Linked DNA regions of Mus musculus: regions 1 and 2 are each linked to region 3. The links are chromatin contacts, called in public HiChIP or PLAC-seq and promoter capture Hi-C maps. All regions are on one chromosome and are shown on one strand. The core of a region is the stretch at or near the end of the contact, and the rest is flanking DNA. Distances in the headings are between cores, read along the strand shown.

Evidence for each region. Promoter capture Hi-C pulls out the DNA fragments that hold promoters and counts their contacts. HiChIP or PLAC-seq counts read pairs in DNA pulled down with a chosen protein or histone mark.
Region 1: a contact with region 3 is called in an H3K27ac HiChIP or PLAC-seq map of heart atrium, with 2.0 times the contacts expected there. The contact joins the enhancer-like site here to the promoter of Daam2 in region 3. A contact is called at or near these places in 5 of 39 promoter capture datasets (the 3T3-L1 cell line, 3T3-L1-derived adipocytes, cranial neural crest and 2 more), 2 of 484 Hi-C or Micro-C datasets (the HL-1 cell line and adipose-derived mesenchymal stem cells) and 3 of 115 datasets of contacts at active chromatin or transcription factors (embryonic stem cells, heart atrium and neural progenitor cells).
Region 2: a promoter capture Hi-C map of maxillary cranial neural crest shows a contact between it and region 3, with 2.1 times the contacts expected there. The contact joins the enhancer-like site here to the promoter of Daam2 in region 3. A contact is called at or near these places in 3 of 39 promoter capture datasets (the 3T3-L1 cell line, cranial neural crest and maxillary cranial neural crest), 1 of 484 Hi-C or Micro-C datasets (the N1E-115 cell line) and 1 of 115 datasets of contacts at active chromatin or transcription factors (fibro-adipogenic progenitors).

The regions. Positions count from the first base shown.
Region 1 is chr17:49,641,980-49,645,969 of GRCm38.p6, reverse strand. The region is part of intron 3 of Kif6 (kinesin family member 6); the gene reads right to left. Among named protein-coding and RNA genes, the nearest start is that of Kif6, 29 kb to the right of the region's middle. Within about 2 kb of position 2,654, at least 8 of the 459 cell types and tissues checked have an H3K27ac peak or open chromatin away from gene starts, as enhancers often do. A contact at or near this core is called in heart atrium, where this site is marked.
Region 2 is chr17:49,690,034-49,693,862 of GRCm38.p6, reverse strand. The region is part of intron 6 of Kif6 (kinesin family member 6); the gene reads right to left. Among named protein-coding and RNA genes, the nearest start is that of Kif6, 77 kb to the right of the region's middle. RefSeq lists an enhancer at 1,915-3,082. Within about 2 kb of position 2,267, at least 57 of the 459 cell types and tissues checked have an H3K27ac peak or open chromatin away from gene starts, as enhancers often do. A contact at or near this core is called in fibro-adipogenic progenitors, where this site is marked.
Region 3 is chr17:49,561,734-49,565,675 of GRCm38.p6, reverse strand. It overlaps Daam2 (dishevelled associated activator of morphogenesis 2), which reads left to right and starts at 1,366. Exons shown (of 25, transcript NM_001379372.1): 1 at 1,366-1,473.

The sequences.
Region 1 (3,990 bases), core at 1,405-3,904, 79 kb before region 3:
CCCATGTAGGAGAGCAAGTGAGAAAGAGCAGGAGGCAATGACTTATGGGCCGCTTAGCTTTGGCTCTGAGAGCTTTGGGATAACGCACATTTGCTGAGAGGAGTTCAGACCGTGTGGACACAGCAAAGCCATCTGCAGAGCTCCCTGGAGGGGACGGGACAAGGTTATAGGTCTGGACAGCCACTTGCTAGACCTGGATGACCATTAGGAACAGGGGCAGAGATCATCTCAGGCGATAACTGCTCTAAAAGACAGTGATGGGCTGGGAAGATGGCTCAGTTGGTGAAGTGCATGTCTGTCAGGCTTAAGGATCCGAGTTCAAGCCCCACAACACACCTAAAAAGGCTGATGTAATAGTATGTGATTGTAGTTCCAGAGCTGGAGGGCTGGAGACAGATGGAACCTGGCACTCAGTGGCCAGTCATTCCAAGCCAATAAGAGATCCTGCTTCAAAGGAGGCAGAGGATGAAATCCCAGGCTGTCTTCTGGCCTCTATATCCACCTGAACACACATGAATGTGCACAGACATATACATATGTAGCATGCATAAACAACAGTTCTGGGTAGAAAGATGGTAACAGAGGTTAAAATGCAGGACTGTTCTTACATAGGGCAATGAGACATTTCTTTTAATGGTTCTCTCTTCATGAGCAGAATGCACATAAGGTGAGGTTGGGCACTGACTAGATGCAGTAATATATATATATATGTATGTATATATATATATATATATATATATATATATATACATACATATATATATATATTGATCTAGACCACCCCCAGCCTTTGCTGCAGATTCTTCCATCCTGAACATCTTATGAGCAACAGAGACCTGCCACTCACCAGCATCCCCCAGTGGAAGGCTGGTCAGCCTTTGCTTGAGCCCTTCTCAGATGAGAAGGTATCCCCTCATCAAGCAGCCACAGTGCTTCTGTCCAGCTTAAATGGTCATTGGTTCCCTGTGCTCAGAGACACACATTTCCTGGCTATGTTCCCTGACTGCGTCTCTACAGTCTCTCCTCCAAAATAATTTTCCTCTGACTCTCTCCAATAAAAAAAAAAAAAAAAAAAAAAAAAAAAAACACACAAAGGTAACTGGGGAACCCTCTTCCATTATAATTGTAAGCAATATTCAAGCTTAGATTCAAAGTAGTAGAGTAGTGTCTCTGTGGCTGTATAGTGTTCAAGTCTCTGCTCAGTAATGGAAAATGAAATCTACTAGTTTGAAAGTGGCCTGGAGAGAAGCCCACATCGGAAACATCATTGAGACCTTTACTCAGAGGCTAAACTCTGAGCAATTTCTTTTTTTTTTTTTTTTAATTTTCCTTAATGGCTAAAAAGTTAACTTGAATCAATTCACTTTAAAAACAAATTATTCACCTTTTCATTTTCACTTAACACTTATGCAGACATTTGATCTTCGAGATAGAGGCTAAAATGTATTATCTTAATATTTCTTACCAGGAACGCTTTGATATTATAAGGTGGAAAAGCCCGCTCCAGGACAAACAAACAGATGAAAAAACTTAACAGAACAGCCCTCGCTAAATGACGCCAAGGTCACTTCTTAATGACTTCACAAAGCATTTACTTCTGCAGACACAAATCTACTCCTGTGGTTCCCTGCCTCCTCCCTGGCTCTGAGAAGAGGGCAGAAGTCGTTCCCTTACTCTTTGAATGCAGATGTTAAGCATCACCCCTGCATGTTAAATGGAGCACACACATGTGGATGTGCCCAGCCAGGGTGGACAGGCTCTCCTGGGAATACAGCAGCTCACCCACCCTTATGTTTCTGTGTCATACATCGTTGAGTTTGTCAACCACTTCCTTTACTCTGACATAATTTTTACCTCTCATATTTACCTCTGAAGTTGTTCCTTCTCCCCCTTATGCCCAGCTACTTTAAAAAAAATTCTAGCTTCAACAACAGGCTCTGGAAATCCTTCTACAGCTTAGCTAACCTCTGACCACAGACTACTTTCCCCGCCTCTCTCAAACAAGATGCCAGAAGGCACTGCTGCTGGGAATAGCGTGTGTGTCTAATCTTTGTGAGGTGTCAGAGGCATGATGGCACCTTGGATGGCACAGCTTGGCGCTTGAAGGTGTTGGTGCAGCCCAGTCATGTCCAAGGTCAGCAGGCGTGGTCCAGTTTGGATCTTGGTACCTGGACCTTCAGCATGCTTAGACTTGTAGATATAAACCAAGGGTGGCGCACACATGTTGTTTGCCTCTCTGAGCAGGCTAGGCAGGAGTAGGGATTACTTGCTCTTCTGGGGCTCTCCTGGAGAGGGTTCTTTAGTGGGGAAACCTACCCACAACCTCTAGTGAAATAGACAAACAAGTTGTCACTCATTGGAGACCTCTGAGGAGATCATAGGGCTCTGCCTCACAACATGACCATGTGTCACGATTTTACGAGTCTTCTGAGAAAGAGAAAACAGAAGCCCTGGACCCAGAGAGTGTTTGAGGAATATCCTAGCAGACATTCTCTACATCTCTAGAGTAATCATTTGATGGTATGGTTACCCCTTACCAGAACGTCAATTGGGATTGCACCACTTAAGTCAAGTACCTGGGTATGGCTGGCTCACAGACCCCACTCAGCTCTTACTGTCTGCCTCTGGCCCTCCCCAAACCAACCACATGAGGGTGCTGTGGTTGCCGCCTAGTTCAAACCTGAAATTCACATCTAGTCAGGCAGTTTGGGGAAGTGCCAACTGCAATCACGGGCGTGTTTTAATCTACGAAGTCGCTAATTTGATTTTTCCATTCCATGTGCGATGTGTTTCTGTCACATACTGAGCTTCGTGCTAATTGCTGTAGGACATCAATGCATAAAGACAAAAGCACGGGGCACAGATTAAACACCGAGAAAGCGTGGAGGAAGGGAAGATTGTAAGATCCATTGTAAGGTCCCTGGGTGTGCTCTGAGTGGGCTATACTGAGGGCTTACATGCTGAATACTCACAACAGAGGGCTCACATGCTAAAGACTCACAGCAGACACCATGGGCAATGGTCCCACACACAAGTGAAAGCAAACCCTGACTTACACAGCATAGCATCCAAAACAATCAGAGAGACCCTGCCTCAAAGCAAGGCAGGAGGAAGGGAGTGACTCCTGACCTGTGCAGGAGCTCTATGCCATACATAGGCCAACACACACACACACACACACACACACACACACACACACACACACACACATTTACAAGTCAGGAGCATGAGAGGATAATTGATTTAAAAGCTTACCCAAGTCTTAAACCATCATTTGGAAAGAGCAGAACTAATGTTAATATTAGGGGAACGGGTAGTATATAGTAAATAGGGGTTCATCCTATTCCTACATGGGAAAAGGTGAAGGCAAGCACTGGACATGGAACACGCAGTGAACGTGGCACCAGCGGGGGCGGGGGAGCCGGGAAATGTGTCACACAGAAAGCAACAAGCCTTCCTGATAAAGCTGGTAGCTGGCATTCCAAAGGGGGAAAAAATCAGCAGCCTGAATGCAAAGCTCACCCAGACCAAGCGCCTCTGTGAAGCCGGTCACATCATTACTTTGTATAATACAGGTTCAAAGACCCAGTTAGAGAAAAGTGAGACAGGATCTTGGAGCAGGTCAGGGACCCTGACCAAGATGGTCAGCAGAAAAAGGATCAGGCCAGAAAGGCTCCCACTGACACTAGATCCTGCACTGCTTCCCTTTGAAAGAGAGAATTCCGAGGAACATTGTAATTACAGGTAAAACTGTTAGAGCAAGGAAACCTGAAGTAACCACGCCCAGTCTCTCCAGCACTCGGTCACAAAGAAACTCTGAAATTTTAGGAATGCAAACTACCAGGAACTTATTAATGATTAATGACACAGAAAGGTGATAGAGAAATCAAGCCATGTATGGACTCTATGCACTTCTGAACTGTAGAAAGTCAAGTTTTGCGTTCAGCAGGAAAACAACCAGAGAGGAGGTCCTGAACGTTCTCTGGTCAA
Region 2 (3,829 bases), core at 1,018-3,517, 130 kb before region 3:
TTTTAAGCAAAGAATTAGGTATAAAGACTTTCAGTAGCTCTTGGGAAAATAATTTATACACCCTCATCAACTTCACTGGTAGGCTAGATATTTGGAAAGTAGCCTTCTCTTCCAAAATGTCTGGAGCTCACAGATTTAAAATAGGGTTGAATTCTGTGTGAATGTGTGTGTTCACCAGCAGGCATAGCTGTTTCTGAGTACAGCTTGTTTACACTCAACACAATAATGCCAACCCCCAGAGCATTAAGCTTCTCTCCAAGAGAGAAAGTGCTTACTTGTGAGGTCAAGAAGCATGCGGATGGGCTGTAAGTCCCAAAAAGGCCCCCTCCGAGGACAAGCTCTGGGGACCTGCATGCTGTGAAGAAGGAGGGCATAAGGCATAGGGAGGTGGCTGCTGTGGAGGTTGATAGTGAGTGCATTCACGAGTGACCAACTCTCATAGCTCATCAGAGACCCATATTCAGAAAACAATGGTGACATCACTGAGGGTGGCTGGTGCTGTGACCTGAGGGTGGCACTTTCCACCCCCACTCCCCCATGTCAGAGCATCAGCTACTGTGCCCGAAAGCAAGCTGGGCACACATCCCACACAAAGAGCTACAAGTGACAGATTCAGTACTTGGGTTGAGTTCATCGCTCTAATTATTAGATATATAAAATAATTACTGTACCCACGAGGCACTCTGCAAGTAAGTGTAATTATAATCTATAAGTTTATAATAAATACAAAGAACTGTTCTAAGTTCCTGATGGCCAGTCCTGCTTGTATCCTAGGCTTAAATGGAGACAACCTGTTAACTGGAGATCAAATTTATTTATTTTAAAACATTTATTCTTAAAACTTCTGCCCGCCTGTCTGTTTCTGTCTCTCTCTCTCTCTCTCTCTCTCTCTCTCTCTCTCTCTCTCTCTCTCTCTCTCTCTCTTTCTCTCTCTGTGTGTGTGTGTGTGTGTGTATGTATGTGTATAGGCTTGTCTATGCAAATTAATGTAGATATCTTTGGAGCCCATAAGAAGGTACTGGGTTTACTGCAGTTGGAGTTAGAGACAGTTCTGAGACGCCTGACATGAACACTGAAATCTGAACTGGGCTCCTCTTAAAGTTCAGCAAGTTCTCTTAATCATTGAACTGTCCTTCCAGCCCCAAAGACCAACAATACAAAACAATAAAACATTGCCTAGTTATAGCAATACTCATCTCAGAATAAGGTACAACATACAAAACACATGAAATAAAGATTGATTTGCAAATACAAGAACAAAAAAAGAACTAAAAGACATATATAAAATAAGAATGTTTTTGCTTAATATATGACTGTTATTTCATCAGTACTGATTCCTTTAATAATTTTTTGTTTGATTTTTGTTTCTGTGTTTGTTTTCCAGAGACAAAGTCTCTCTGTATAACATGGCCGTGGGTCACCATTTGGGTGCTGGAAATTGAACTCAGGACCTCTGGAAGAGCGGGCAGTGCTCTTAACCACTGAGCCATCTTACTAGTTCAATTGTTTAAAACTGACTGACTACTATAGAGCAGGCTGTGTTTCTAGTTTCCATGGATATGGGCTCTGTAAACAAGATATGGTGTCAGCATGTCAGCCAGACATACCAGAATACTCCAAGAGAAAAACGGAAGAAAGTACCAAGGTTGAAGGATGTTCAGAGCTTAGTGACAGCAAGGATTGGGTAGATATGATAGCTCAAAGAGAAAAGGAGCTTGCCACCAAGCTCAAGGAGGAGAGTTGAGTCTCCGGGACCCACACAATGGAAGGAGAGAAATAATCTTTGTTAGTTGTCCTCTGACTTCCACAGACAACATACCACACCTACACACATACACCCAAAGTAAATAAAAATGTTCTGTGCAAATAAAAAAAAAAGAATTTAAAAAATTATAAAACATGGAAAACACAAATTGCAACAGGCTTTTCTTGTTTTCCCTCCAGCTGGCAGACCTTGGGAATGCTGGGGTATGACGGGCAGAGCCAGCATAGGCCTGCTCACATAACTCTTCTGACTCTTTTTAGCCACCAGGTGCAAACTCCTGCCCACCTCAGTGAAGCTATTTCAAGTCCACTAAGCCTCAGACTGCAGCTTGTAAGTGCTGCGGGATGCTGTGGTCCAGAGTGACCCTCTGCCTTGTGTGAGCAGAGGGTGCTGGAGAACAGGGGTGGGGCCCGTCCAGGAAAACACCAATAGACTTAGCAGGGGCGGAGGTGGTCTGACGAGAACATACAGCATGCCTTCTCCAAATACACTGGACTAGTTGACGGGAACAGCTCAACAAGGAGAGTCAGGAGGTATCAAGTCACACCAGCTATGAGTGGGTCCTCGGGGTGTGGTAACTCGTGGTTCAGTACGTGCAACATTCACACTCACTTGGGAAAAAAATTACCTACGGGACATAATCAAGTATTATTCAAAATAGTGGTAGGATTGCAGAACTTAATACTTCTGAATAAAGAAATGGCTTTAACAACTTTTCTGTAAAAGGCTGAATACCAAAGAAAAGCGTACTCCACCTTGTGTCCTACATATCTGGACTTTGTTTTGCAAATGTTTTCTGGTTTCCATGACAACCTCTAGAGTTGTCTGTGCAAAGGAAAACTCTCCTTCTCTCTCTCTCTCTCTCTCTCTCTCTCTCTCTCTCTCTCTCTCTCTCTCTCTCTCTCTCCCTCTCTCTCTCTCTCTCTGTCTCTCTCTCTCTTCCCTTCCCTCCGCCTCTCTCTTTTAAAGAAATGATTAGTGTGTTCTTTTTATCATGGAAAGCTCGTTCTGTGCTGACAAATTACATCTTGACAGTTAGCTCGTGATCCAAGACAGGCGTGTCAGCAGGCTGAATAATAAGGAATTTTCAGGAGCTGGCAATCTGCATTTATAGTTTTATGTATGAGTGGTTGCTTTCATTGAATTCAAGAGATAAACGAAAGTGCTAAATACTTGGAATACTTCTGAGATAATTCAGAAGTACATCCATGCTTGAAATAGCTGACAGATGTCAATGTGATGACTGTGGTACGAAGGGACATGAGCTGCTGAATCAGAAGGACAGGGCAGAGCCTGGCATCCACTCACTAAGCTGTGTGGGCTTCCGCAGGACACAGAGCCCGTTCAACCTGTCTCCCCCAATAAAGTCAGTGCTGGAAATTCTGCATGGGTAGGTGATAACAATGTGTGGGTGGCTAAGGGAGCTTGCTGCTAACACTTGTGACATGAGTTTGATTCCCAGAACGCACATGCTGTCTTCTGGCTTTCACATGTGTGTTTTGGCATGTGCACACATATGTACAAATGCATAAGCATAAATGAATGAAGCATAAATGAATGAATAAATAAATAAATAATAAATGTTATTCTTAAAGATGTATATAAAGTGCATTGAATGGCAAGGCTATGACCACTAGTTTTATCAAAGAAAAAAAAAAGAAGCAAACATGGGAGAAATGAACACACTAGGCAATATTGATTCAGGGACACACTAGGATTGGGCTGCTTTGGGTTTAAGGCCTTTAGGGGGTCATTAGTAGATAAATCCCCCAGTGGGCAATAGGAAAGACTTGGGTGTTTGTGAGGTGGAAAATGGCAGGTACATTTCACAAAGGCTTTCCTTAGAACTTTTCAAAATGGCCTAAAATTCTGTATGGAATCAACTAATAAAATTGTCCACTGGTGAGTGGGTTTACTTCTGGGTCTTCCATTCTCTACTACTGATCAACCTGTTCTTATGCTAATACCATGTGGGTTTTACTACTATAGCTCTCTCGGATAGCTTGAGATCAGGGATGGGGGTATCTCCGTTAGTTCTGGTTTTGTACAGGTGTGTGTGTGTGT
Region 3 (3,942 bases), core at 117-2,616:
ATGAACTTGTAGAATGTGCCACCACATGCCTGTGGAGGTCAGAAGACATCGAGCAGCAGTTATGTCTCTCTCTTTCCACCATGTAGGCAGGCTCTGGGAATCAGCTGAGGTCTTCAGGCTTGTCCACCAGTACCTTGACCAGTTGAAGAACCTTGCCAGTCAGCTCTCAGATCTGCCCATCTTTCAATGTATCCCGCTCCTCATTTTGTCTGGAGAGATGTCTCTCAGTGGTTTGTGTCTTGCAGACACACACTCCCAACTGCTTCAGGGGGCCGGTGCTAATGAGACCATTCCCTTTCCTTCGGTTTCCTTTCCTGTTTTGCTCAACCCATCCCATGTTTCTTTATGATGGCACAATAAAGTTTGCTTGTGGGATAATTCAGAAAGGAGATGGTTCACTGCAGATGGTCAGTAAATAAGTCAACCATATGTCTCCTACACCTAAATAATTTTCCACTCCCCCTCTCTTAACAATAATAACAATAATAGATTGCTTTTATGTAGGACTTGCTACGTGGCTGCCAATATTGACAATAAATAGTTGGAAAGGGGGACATCTGGGTGTGGGCAGGGTACACAATAAATAGGCATGCAAGGTACTGTGGGTTATAGAGACAGCTGCTCTTAACTGACACCATTTCCGGTTTGGCCAACGAGACCCACAACCCCACATTTTAAAACACTAAATGCAAGCTTTTGGAGGATGAATAAGCTATTGTATATGGCGTGAACTACGTGTATAAGCAATAGGGTCGGATGAACTGGCCAGCTCTGAGTTGGAAAAAGCATACAAAGAGGCAAGGAGTGTGGAACATAATTTAATAAAAATAAATTTTATAAAAAACCCTATGAATTCCCAAAGAAGAAGTGGAAAAGTTGTTAGGGTGTGGTGCAAGCCTTCTAATTAGTGGTTGCTCTGTGCTGCTGGCTTATCTCTCTTGCCAACACCTTCCAGGCATACACTGACCAGCGAAGGCACCCTGCTTTCCAGCCTGATAGTTGGCTCCCCACATGGTCCTCTGCTAGTTGGCCAGAGGAGGGGAGGCTTCTGCTTAGATGGCCACTTTTAGCCTCTTTGACCCTGATATGCTTCCAAAAAGAGGCAGCCCCCAAGAAGGGCTGGATGCCAAAGTGAGAAAGAGCGGGCCCCAGTCCTGCTGGTCCTGCTGTGTACCGGTGGCTGTCTCTGTCCCAGTCAGTTCCCAGCGTGAAAACTGCAAATCAACTCCCAAGTTGCTGCCATCGGATCAGCACCTAGGGGAAAAAGCCAGAGTCTCTCCTAGCCATAAATATCCCTAGCTCCAAGACGCCTGACGTCAGAGCGGGGCGGGCGGCGGCGCGAGGCCGGCCGGGAGGGAACAGCCTGCTTTCTCCGGAGTCCTGAGCAGCCAAGGACTGAGCTGAGCAAGCGGAGCGCGGTGCCTGCGGGAAGCCGGGACAGCAGCAGCCTCACCGTGCCATGCGGGCCTCAGGGTAGGTGCAGCACTGGAGACTTAGGCGCGGGGAGACATCAGGACACTTTTCTGCCGCTTTACTTTTCCCTGTTGCGTTGGCGTCGGAAAGGCAGCCCCTCCAGCAGCTGCCTGTTTTGTTCTGGAAAATGTTTGCAGAGACTCCGATCCTGGAGTGGGCTGTGTGTGCGTGCAGAGGGGGTGGAGTGAGGAGTGTGTGCATCGGGCCACTCACTGTACACGGCTTCGGAAAACTTTGGAAAACTTTTTAGCGGCTTTGCAATTAGACTCCTGATGGCTTGAGCGAAACGACATAGATAGCACCCCGCTCCCAGATGCTGACAACTTCTTCGGTGGCTACTTTGCCCATTTCGGTGTGTGCGTTCTGTTAGGTGGACTGAAGTCTTTCCAAGCCGACAGCTCCCACTTGTAGGCAGGGCCTTAACAAGGAGGATGGGCAGCCTAGTGGAGTGGCTCTTGTTCTTCAGATAGCGGGACCTTGGGCATGCCGAGAAGCATCAGGGAGATCAGGGAGAGAGAATCCCCAGGCTGTGGCCCTTGGCACCTGTGGGACAGTCCAAACTCTTGCTATGTTGGGGTCTAACCTTCGATGCACTGGGATTCTAACAACGCAGAAAGGATTTAGTGTGGCCACAGGTAACAGGGTGGGAGAGAAGGAGGAGGAGGAGAAGGGAGGGCAGGAGGAATATGATGGAGGAGAAGGGAGGAGAGGAGGAGGAGATGATAGTGCTGCTGGCTGCTATAGTCCTGTGTCCAGCTCTGTGTCAGGAGCAGGGTTGGATGTTTCTGCCCCATGTGCCCATAGTGGGCTAACTTCAGGTTCTCTGGGAGGGACACGGGCTGCAACACCCAAAACAAAATGTATACTGGTAACATAAAGAGACTTGTTTGAGCTGTGGGCAGAGGGAGGGGGCGGTAGGGGAGAGCAAGAGAGATTTTTATCAAAATTGAACACAGATTGCTGGAGTCTGGGCTTGGTTTAACCCTTCTCTCTCTCTGCCTTGGCTGCTTCTCTGCAGCCCTGGGGAGTGTGTGGCCAGTTCCTGGGATGGGGGGAGGGCAGCGTCCTCCCCCCACCCCAGGGGGGTTGTCTGGAAGTCCCCAGGGGCACGGAAGTCACTTTTCTGACTCTCAAGAGCTTTTCCAGTTTTGTGTTGTCCTTCTCTGTGTGGCATCTGTTTCTCAGGAGAGAATGAAGTTGTGCAGGGTTGTTTTGGGGGGGTGGCCACAGGGGTCCACCAACCAGAGAATACACAGTGTACAGTCCTGTGCATGTGTCTGTAGCAGGGATGACAAACAAGTGACGGAGAGAGAGCCTGGATTGGCAGCCATGCTGTCTCTGAAGTCTCTGGTTTTACATCTTGCAGTAGAGCCAACTAACAGTGTTTAGATGGGAGGGAGGAAGCCTGGACTCACCCTATGGTGGGGGGTGTGGGGAGAGAGAGAGAGAGAGAGAGAGAGAGAGAGAGAGAGAGAGAGAGAGAGAGAGAGAGAATGAACAGACCACGGGAAGGAAGGAAATCTGGAAATAAAAACAGAACCACAGGAAGTTGAGATTTGGGGAGGATTTTAAAAATTATACAAATTGACCCCCTGGGAAGTACCGGAAACGACTGAGCAGGCAGCCATGCCATGAAGTGTGTGCGTGGTGGTGATGTGAGACAGGGAAGAAGAGTGTGTCAGTGGTGGCTGGGTCTCTGTGGATGCGCACGGGGCTCGTGCTTACGCAGACATGACTGTGGTGTCAATTCTTGCCTTGGGCATGGAAGCATTTCTCCGATTTCTCCATCCACATTGTGAACTTCATCCTACCTCCTTCTTTTTTTTTTTTCTTTTAAAGCAACAACAACAAAACAACACAAAAACCCACACAAGGGCGCTATTATTGTCTCAGTCTCCTCTGAGGAGTTGTGCCCGCTCTAACCTGACTTAGTCCGGTTTTCAAAACTTCTCCAGATGCTGAAAGACTCAGGGAATACTTGTGCCCCCATCAGGACAGAAGAAGAAGAGACAACCCTCTGGCTTAAGCTGGGGAAGGTGGAGGCTGGGAGAGCAGGGCTCACAGCACAGCAAGCAGAGTCAGGGTGCTTTGTGTCTGGAGAGCTGTGGGAGGCAGAGGGCTTCACTGGGGACTCACTTTCTCTCCATGGTCCTGTTTCCCATACCCTGACCTCCAGGTTCTTTTGATTCAGTACAGGGAACGGTCCCCATCATTGGTCAGTCTTGGATTCAGAGAAATCTGATTATTAAGTAGGAGGGAACAGAAAGGAGCAAAGTTGGGGGGTCTTCGCTTTTGATCTTCCTGTGGCCAAGAGAAGTATTGAGCTCCTTCAACCCAAACACTTAAAGTAAAAGGTAATATTAATGTGCTATTAATATTCAAGAGCAGAGGGAATCCACAAGAGAATTCTCATCCCAATGTGTGTGATGCCCCAGTGTGTGACTCCTCAGAGAGCTCACAGTAAGGGGG